Linked DNA regions of Capra hircus: region 1 is linked to region 2. A link is a contact called in public Hi-C data. All regions are on one chromosome and are shown on one strand. Each heading gives the region's core, a stretch centred on a gene start, on an enhancer-like site or on the middle of the called end of the contact. The rest is flanking DNA. Distances are from core to core; before and after follow the strand shown.

Evidence for each region. Hi-C and Micro-C count contacts between places; a contact is called where the count stands out from the background.
Region 1: a Hi-C map of blood shows a contact between it and region 2, with 2.1 times the contacts expected there. The contact joins two enhancer-like sites. A contact is called at or near these places in 2 of 5 Hi-C or Micro-C datasets (both in blood).

The regions. Positions count from the first base shown.
Region 1 is chr15:49,082,018-49,086,642 of ARS1.2, reverse strand. No RefSeq gene overlaps it. Among named protein-coding and RNA genes, the nearest start is that of UBASH3B, 43 kb to the right of the region's middle. Within about 2 kb of position 1,277, at least 1 of the 5 cell types and tissues checked has an H3K27ac peak or open chromatin away from gene starts, as enhancers often do.
Region 2 is chr15:48,909,737-48,914,649 of ARS1.2, reverse strand. UBASH3B (ubiquitin-associated and SH3 domain-containing protein B) reads left to right here. Exons shown (of 14, transcript XM_018059637.1): 6 at 2,552-2,760. Among named protein-coding and RNA genes, the nearest start is that of CRTAM, 41 kb to the right of the region's middle. Within about 2 kb of position 3,484, at least 2 of the 5 cell types and tissues checked have an H3K27ac peak or open chromatin away from gene starts, as enhancers often do.

The DNA.
Region 1 (4,625 bases), core at 28-2,527, 170 kb before region 2:
GAAACAGACCACATTCTGTCTATAGAATGTGCATCTCCCTAAAAGACCTACTTCTTACCTCTTTGTCTCTTACTAAATTCTTTCTGCGCCGAGACATAAAGAAAAGAACCTGAATTTCATTAAGTCTTGACACCAACTGTGTATGCATGCACGCTCCACTTCAGTTGTGTCTGGCTGTTTGTGATCCAGTGGTCTGTAGCCCACCAGGCTCCTCTGTCCATGACACCAAGTGAGTGATTCTATTTAAAAGACAGTGGACTCAAGTCCCAATCTGAGTTGTGCAGTTTCAGTTTCAGTGCTTTTCTAAGTTGAGGAAGATGCAAGAATCCTGGTTCCTAAAGAATCTCTCCTGGAAATATCTGACTGTCTGAAGCCCTGTTCTGCCAGTTCTCTCAGAGCACAGAATGCCTCATTCCACCTGGAGTCCCTTTCAGAGTGTGCTGAAGGTCAGTAACAGCAGTACCTAATAACTTAATTCTCGTAGAATCAGGTGGTAAGACACATCCTTTAGTTGGCAAGTAGGTAAAAAGCTTCAGTTATGCAAGATGAACAAGTTCTAGAGACCTGCTGTGCAACCTTGTACCTATAGTTAGCCATACTGTAGCACACTTACTAATAAGTTAAGAGGGTAGATGGCATGTTAAATATTCTTACCACAATGAAAAACATGCTTGACAACAAACAAGCAAATAAGTAAATACATTTTTAATAAATAAAGTCCCATACACATCAGCTGGTTCTAATCCTTAGCACAGTAACAGATCACAACACAAGGATCCTTAAGAAACCCAAATAAAATCCGATATTTTAATTTCTAAACTCAATAGGGGAAAAACAACAACAAAATCAGGCTTCAGTAGGGCATCTCTCACATACCTACATTATTCAGCACAGTCCTTTGAATATAACAGAAATGCAATCTCAAAATCTGCTATGGGTTTCATTAAATGGTTTTCACTACTATTGAACATTAACTTATCTGCATTGATGCATATAGGAGATTTCCTCAGTTAAAAGCAGGCTTCCTCAGACAAAAACTCGTTGAAAATGTAAACATCATTAAAATGTCATCCCTCAGCTTTCAACTCCCTGAGGCTGATCACACCAGAAATTTTCATCTTTTGCTCAAGTATAAGTTGGCTCTTAGATCAGATGGCTGTTTCAGGCCTATGCTCTTCTTTTGCAAAATAAGCGTTCAAATGTGACTGGAATAAGCATAGCAGCTGTTCTTGGGAGGGAGAGGGACACGGGAAAGAGTGTGAGCAGACTTCTCCGGCTGGCAGATGCTGTGATTTCTCTCTCAGTGCAGCAGTTATGCTGAGCTATACACTTCTGCACACACACATTCCCTTGGCAAACAGACTGTTCTTTTTGATGTGTGCCTCCCACAGCCTGGTGGCATCTTGTGCAGGCTCCTCCAGGGACCCATAAGCCAGCTCCTAGGCATTTCTAAAGGAAATCAACCCTGAATATTCACTGGAAGGACTGAAGCTGAAGCTCCCTAATACTTTGGCCACCTGATGCAAAGAACCAGCTCGTTGGAAAAGACCCCGATGCTGGCAAAGGTTGAGGGCCAGAGGAGAAGGGGCCGACAGAGGCTGAGATGGTTGGATAGCATCACCAACTCAATGGACATGAGTTTAAGCAAGCTCTGGGAGATAGTGAAGGACAGGAAATCCTGGTGGGCGGCAGTCGGTGGAGTCCCAGAGTCAGACAGGACTTAGTGACTGAACTACAAGGAATGCATAGCCCAAGGAAAACCACAAGGGGGCACTTTTGTGCACAGGTGAACCTGACTTTAGGAGACAAAACATCACCAACAGCAGAGGAGAGAACGTAGCTGGAGATCGTGGCCAGAGATGAGAAAGGAGAGACTGCCTGCTGTAAAAGCCACTCAGGACTTTTATCTTATTTAAAAAAAATTTTTTTTTATAATTTTGGCTGTGCTGGGTCTTACCTGCAGCATGTGGAATCTAGTTGCCTGACCAGGGATTGAATCCAGGCCATATGCGTTGGGAGCAGAGGCTTAGCCACTGGACCAGCAGGGAAGTCCCCAACTAGGGATTTTTAAAGTGGCATAAACTAGCTGCTCCCCTCCAATCTAGATGTGTGTGTGCATGCTTAGTCATGTCCAACTCTTTGTGACCCGTTGACTGACTGTAGCCCACCAGCCTCCTCTGTCCATGGGGTTTCCCAGGCAAGAATACTGGAGTGGGTTGCCATTTCCTTTTTCAGGGGATCTCCCCCACCCAGGGAAGAAGAACCCAGGTCTCCTCTTTCTCGTGTATTGGTGGATGGATTCTTTACCACTGAGCCACCTGGGACCTTGATTAAAATGAAAATAAACCTCAAACGAAATACATACAAGAAATTATTTAACAAGGGACTTACCAGTAGTCCAATGGTTAAGAATCCACCTTCCAATGCAAGGGACACAGGTTCGATCCCTGTTCAGGGAACAGAGATCCCACATGCCTAAGGGCATCTGAACCTGTGCACTGCAACTAGTGAGCTCTAGAGTCCATGCTCCACAGCTAGAGAAAGGCCACTGAGGCAATGAAGACCCAGTGTGGCCAAAAGAAAAGAAAAATTATTCAACAAGCATTAAGAACAAACTGAAAGAGCACAGTTCATATAACTTGTTTGTCAAACACAATGAATCCTAGCTCTCTGTTCCTTTACTGCTTCAAACATTCCACAAGGTAGGCACAACATTCCAAAGGAAAGATTCTGGTACCCAAAGAAGCAATATTAGCTGACAGAAGTTTATGCCACTTTTAAAATTCCTAGGTGGGGACTTCCCTGCTGATCCAGTGGCTAAGATTCTGCTCCCAGTGCAGGTGGCCTGGGTTCAATCCCTGGTCAGGCAACTAGATTCCACATGCTGCAGCTAAGACCCCCAGCTTCACAGGGATCAAGTCCTGCGTGTTGTTTCCCAAGGGAGCTGACACAGAGCTCGAGGACTTTTTATACTCTGTTCAAAGTGTCTGTTTGATAGGGACAGAGTGAAGAGACAAAGTAGGTGAGTAGATAGTTCATCCCACTAGGGGGTTATAAGTAGAAAAAATATGGGCAACCCCTGTAAGTTAATGATTACTCAAGAAAGCAGGATGCTTAACCACAAAACCAAGCAGGCTTGCTTAGCAACAAAACCATACACCAGAAGCATGGAACCTACCCCTAAACAATAAAACAATGGAGACCTGAGACCACAACCTGCCCAGTGAGCTCAGTAAGTTAATGATTCCTAGGACATGCTCTGCACACATAAAAAACAATGACTTGTGGGCCCAGCTTGACCATGTAGGGACAAGAAAACTCCCCTGCTCAACCTGGAGAAAAGGCTGATGATGAAAACATGATGTCTACTTAAGAAAGATAGTCTTCTCCCCCTCTCGACTTTCCCTTTGATTATAAAACTGTAGCCCACTAAGTTCTCAAGATGTAGCATTTCTCACCCCTCTGCTTGTAAGCCTCACAATCATCCGATTCTAATAAATCACTTCTTATCTATCACCTTGCTCTCACTGAATTCTTCTCTGTGCTGAGACATAAAGAACTGTAGTACTGGAGCTCTCCAGAGCCCCTGGAAATGACACCTAATGGTTTCATGTTATCTTATCCACAGGAAGGTGAGACCATGAACTCCTTTAGGGAAAAAAACAGATCTTATTCACATTTTCTTCCCCTGTTGTAGGCCACCAACATTTCCTACCAGCCCTTCATGAGGTGGGGCCTAATTCCTATTCCATTGAATCTGGACTGGTCTCAGTAAAGGGAGCAGAAGTGACACCGTGCCAATCCTAGTCCTAGGCCTTCAAGACTGGTGGCTTCCTCCTCTTGGAAGCCTACCACCATGTAAAGAAGTGCAATTACCCTGCTAGAGATAGAGACCATATGGAGAGAGTAGAGCTGTGGGGGATGAAAGCAAGAGAGACCCAGGCAAGCCCCTGCCATTTCAGCCTCACCAGCCAAGGCACCAGACATATGAGTGAAGCCTCTCTGGGCCTTCCAGCCAGTACCACAGGAGCAGAGACATGCCAACCCTACCATGTGCAAACTGCATAATCAGAAGGGAATAAAGAGTTGTTTCTACCCCCTGAGTTTTGGGAGCGGTTTATTACATACCCACGGATAACCAAACATCCCCCTTGCCGCGTGCCCCAGCACCATGGCAGTCACATTCACTGCTGTGGACAAAGAATGGCACCTGCCACATCAGCAAACAGAAGATGTTGTGGCCACCAAGCCATCAGCCACTGCAGCCACTGGGTTGGTGAGCCCTGAGGGTACTCAGGATGGAGACAAAGAAGCTGCCTACCATCAAGCCAAGCCAGTCAGCCACTGCAGTCACCCTCAGCTGTGCACCTGGAGGGGATTCACGTTGGTAAAGAACTGGATACTGGCCCTACATAGTTGAGGTCCATATCAAAGGAGCAGCTTCATTAAGCCCACACTCTTGCATCTTGCCATACATATTAATAGAAAAGCACTAAACTCACTAACTTGAGATGTTTGTTTTTTGTTTAATCTTTTGATATTTTGACTACCAGTTTTTGTTGCAAAAACTCCCATTCATCCTGGCTCCTCCTTTACCTCTTTGGAGCAGCCCCTCAGCTATCTGA
Region 2 (4,913 bases), core at 2,235-4,734:
TAAGAGAGGTTGCAGCAACAACAGCAAAATTGCCACAGCTGTAAAAAAGGCTTCAAAGGCAAAGAGGGTCAGTTCCTATCATCACGAAGGGCTGTACCTGCCCTTCCCAGGGTAGCAAACTTTGAGCTTAGTCCCCAAGTAGGAAGGGAGGAAAACATACTTGAAATAGACTCGAGAATTCTTACAAGTAGATGCTAGACATAAGAGAGTAAGTATCATGTAGGACAAAACTTGGAGAAAGGAATGGCAACCCACTCTTGTCCTTGCCTGGAGAATCCCACGGGCAGAGGAGCCCGATGTGGGCTACAGTCCACGGACTTGCAAAGAGTCAGACGCAACTGAGTGACTAACACTTTCAGGACAAAACTAGGCAGTGTGTCCTGAGATCTCCCAAACTTGGGCTGACTTTTGCATGCCGTGCGGTTTCGGTGAGCAGGAAAGAACTATGGGGACCTGAGCACCGGTTATAATTTGAGATTTGCTGCAGTACATTGATTTTCTTTATTGCTCATTCGGTAAATCAAAGCTCCTTGTTGTGCAACTGCTCTCTGCCTAGGAGTTGTACCTTCTGCTCCTTTCTGTACCTCAACCTCCCTGGGATCTCGTAGAGCCAGAAGACTCACCCCCAAGTGAAAGGAGGGATGAGATCTTCCCTGTCATTTTTGAGTTTCTCAAAGGAAAGGCCTGCCGCTGAGTCAGAGGCATCATTACCCAAGACTGTGCTGCGCTTGAGCATCTAAGGAACCTGAGTTTAGACTTGTTTCCTGTGACTCGGTGCCTCTCTCCACCCTGTTCCAGGAAAAGGAGCATTGCTTCTGGTGTCTCATCACATACCTAGCTTAGAGATTTAAGTGGTTGGTTGTGAATTTTTTTCTTTTTCCTTAAGCTGTTTTTTAACAACCCAGCAAAAAAACCTTCCTGGTTCATTTGAAAATGTAATTTGAGCGTGTATCTGACAGAGGAGTGGGGAGTCGATGGGATGGAAGAAGATCTCGAGCCAATAGATGCTGGAGTGAGGATTCGGAGAGGAAGTGGGTGCCCTAAATAAAAGGGATGTCAGAAATCCAGTGGGGCATTCAAGTTCTGTGCATTATCACATTCATTCTCTGGTGGGGGGAAATCATTTTTACTGGCTCTTCTCGTTAGAGATTTCCAGAAGGAAATTCTTTATGATATCTGATGGATCACCTTGACCCCAAGGAGCCGATTAGCTCACAGGCCTACCTAGCATAGGCTTTGGGGGTTAGCATCAGCTTGATGGAAAGATAACCCCTTGAAAGCCAGGAGTCATGGTTCAATAGAAATAATTACACCTCTTCTGTGTACTAGAGTCCTCAGGAGTTTTCTTAGATTGTCTCATTTAACTTTTATAGTGTAAGTATTATTTTACAGATGAGAAAATAAAATGGTAGCCGCTCAGTCGTGTCCAACTCTTTGCAATCCCATGGACTGTAGCCCACCAGGTTAGTCTGTCCATGGGATTCTCCAAGCAAGAATACTGGAGTGGGTTCCCATACCCTCTTCCAAGGGATCTTCTTGACCCAGGGTTTGAACCTGGATCTCCAGCATTGCAGGCAGATTCTTTACCATCTGAGCTACCAGGGAAGCCCCTGCAGATGAGAAATAACAGAGGCCAAACAAAGTTAAAAACCCATACGTGGGAACCAGAATACTTAGCTTTCCTCTAGTGGCTTCAGGATTGAAGGAAAAGCTGATAAAACAGCTCCATCTTAGTGTCCTCTTATGAAACACATAGAAAAATATTTTCCTTAGTATTGAGGTCTCCTGCTGTTAACAGAAAAGTAGTAAAATATTAATAGATGTTTTCCAGAGTATCTTCATACGTCTGCCTGTGAGGCAAAATAAATAAGGAGGCAAAATATGGAATAAATCAGACAAGTGACATGGCCTGGGGTTGGCCCAAGGGGCTTTTTCTGAGCCCAAAGAGGGAACACGTGGTCTCCACCTGCTGACTGACAAGAGCTGGTTACACACAGGACACTGATGGCTGTGAAAGATATTTTTCTTTCGAAGTCTTTGTTAACCATGGAGGTTTAAAGAAAGCTCTTTGAAGGCAGGACCGTGTCTTATTTGAGCTGCTCAGTTACATGGAGAGGAGACATTTCATCCCCAAAGCCTTCCTAGCAGAGTCTCTCATCTGGGCGTTGGTGACATTGCATGGAAGACTCCTTTCCATGAGCTGTGTGTCCAGGGTCTCTTACGGCATCAACGTGGCAGACAGAGCAGGGAAAACGAGGTCCAAACCCGTCTGTAAAGCAGTTTACTGGAGAACCTACAGGTTTTCATATGAATTTCTAAAAGCCATGTCTTTTGAAGCAAAGCTATGCCTGAAGGAAAGTCTGGAACGAGCCAGAAGCACTAGCATATCCTGAGAGGAGGAGAAACTCCTTCTGATCTGAATCCAGATCTACTCGGAGCCTGCAGACTCCAGAGGTGCCCGTGAACGCGAGCAGAGCCCACAGGCGGGCCCTGAGCGCTCAGCAGAGCTGGTCAGGCGTGGGCCTCACGCCTCCCTCTCCCCCTTTTCCAGACATTGCAGGTGATCTACCCGTACACCCCGCAGAACGACGACGAGCTGGAGCTAGTCCCCGGGGACTTCATCTTCATGTCGCCCATGGAGCAGACCAGCACCAGCGAGGGCTGGATCTACGGCACCTCCCTGACCACGGGCTGCTCTGGACTCCTGCCGGAGAACTACATCACCAAGGCCGACGAGTGCAGCACCTGGATATTTCACGGGTGAGCCCGTGCCGGGCTCTCTGCCTGCTGCTTTTCGAAGGACACTGTGGCCCTTGAGGAGGTGGCGGGACACGCAGGGCGGCAGGAGCAGTGCGTGGAGTCCAGCGCTCTTGGCCCCAGACGTTCAGGGAAGGGCGGAGCTGGGGCACGGGAAGAGCGGGATGCCCCGCTTTACCCCACCCGCCACCACGGCTGGAACATCTGTCAGAGTTCTCCATCAGAGACCAAACAGGCTGCTTAGGGCACATCTCTTCTGGCCTCAGTGTGGGTCAGCCCACCGCCGAGTCTTTATGGCTTTGGGGCTTCTGTGCACTTTGTCCCGGGTCATTGCACAGACTCCCCAGAGAAGCAGGACAGATTCCCACTATGCCAGCCAGCCAGTAGTGAACAGGTTTGCCAAGGTCAGCGGACCTGACCGCCTGAGCCAGTCCTCAGACCTGGCACATGAATGCCTAGATGACAGAGACCATTTCTGTGGAAATGGGTAACCTCCAGAGGCTGAGGGAGGCAGGCGGGCCCTTCCCCACCCAGGTCTTCTGTGGAGTGCCCCCAGACCAGCCTGTTCCCACGTTGAGTGGCCTGTGCTGTATGACCAGCTTTGTCCTGATGGGTGCCTCTTGTTCCTCTTTTGTGCTTCTTAATCCGGGAAGTTCAGAGCCAGCCCTTCCCTGGCGCATTTTGGGCGCCTGGCCGGGGCGTGCATGCTGGTTTCCCTCCCTCTTGTTCTTGCCTTGTGCCAACGTGGCTGAGAGCCGGCAGCTCTGAGCACCAGCTGCATGGTGTGCAACGTTGTTATCACTGTCATGAAAGAGAAGCAGAGACGGGCAATTTCACTGAGTGTTTTGCCTAAAGGGAGAAAAGAAAAGACAGTCCCCTCCCCTGATTAGCAGCGGGCAAACCACAAACCCGATGATGAGAACGAGTATCTTCTTCCCTAATAACCCTCCCCAGCAAGCCTGCCTCTTCCTTCCCACCCCCACCCCATGAACATTCAGCATTTTGTAGCTCAGAACGGAAGGTCAAAGCTGCCTCATGTTCAGAAGTGTTTCTAAGTTGGGTTTCCAAAGTCACCATTGTGTTTTGTTTGGTTGGTTGGGCTTTTTTTTTGGCCATGCCATGTAGCATGTGGGATCTTAGTTTCCCAACCAAGGATCGAACTTGTGCCCCACTGCCTGAATCCAGGAAGCTCAGAGTCTTAACCCCTGGACCGCCAGGGTAGTCCCCAAAGTAACCATTTTATGCTTATAAAAAAACAAATGCCATATTCATGAAGAAACATAATCAAAAGATTTGATGATACCCAGCTCCCAGATCATTCTTACCAGTAGGGCTCACTGTGGAAGGAGGGCATGCAGGGGGATTCCTGCTGGCCCCTTGCAGGTCTCTGCATCCAGACCACTCCTGCCGAAACAGGGGCAGCCTCAGCGCCCTCAGTCCACAGACCCCAGGGAGGTCAGTGTGTCACCTCCCTTTATTTTGGGAACTATGTCTGAAATTTCCGCTTTCACAGCCAGCCTGGCTGAGAATGGGGAAATACTAATGTATTAGGTGTTAGGGTGCCATAATTGCGAATTGAGTTTTTATTCTAGTAGTCTTGAATTCAAATTCTAACTCTCCCATGCACCAGCTGTGTGACCTTGGCCAAGTTGCGTGACCTCTCTGAGCCTCAGTTTGCTAATCTATGAAGTGAAGCCAACAGTTGCATTTCCCTCGTAGGTATCTGTGAACACTGCTGCTTAGGGATCAGTGCCATGTATAAAACAGCACGGGGTCTAAAACAGCCGTTAGCTTTATGGTAATCTTTCTCTAACTCGTCTTTCCTAGTCCTCTCTTACATGCTCACCAAATCAGAGGTCCCTTCCACTGCAGTGACCCTATAGCAGAGTGGTGCTTTCCTGTTTATCGCAGAAGTAGAAATGACTCAGGCTATCAGATGGTCTTGCTTCACTCCTAATCCCAGGTAGCCTGGGGGAGGGAGAGTCACAGGGCTCCTCAAGTAGGACCTGCTGACTTGCTGAGAAGTTGCAGAGGGGATTCCAGCATCAGGGAGGGACTTGGAGGGGTCAGCGACCCTTCACGACTCTTCTTCCTCTGTCCTCAAGTTTTCTGAGTCCCTCCTAAGGAAACATTTTCCTACCACCTTTGTGAGAGCA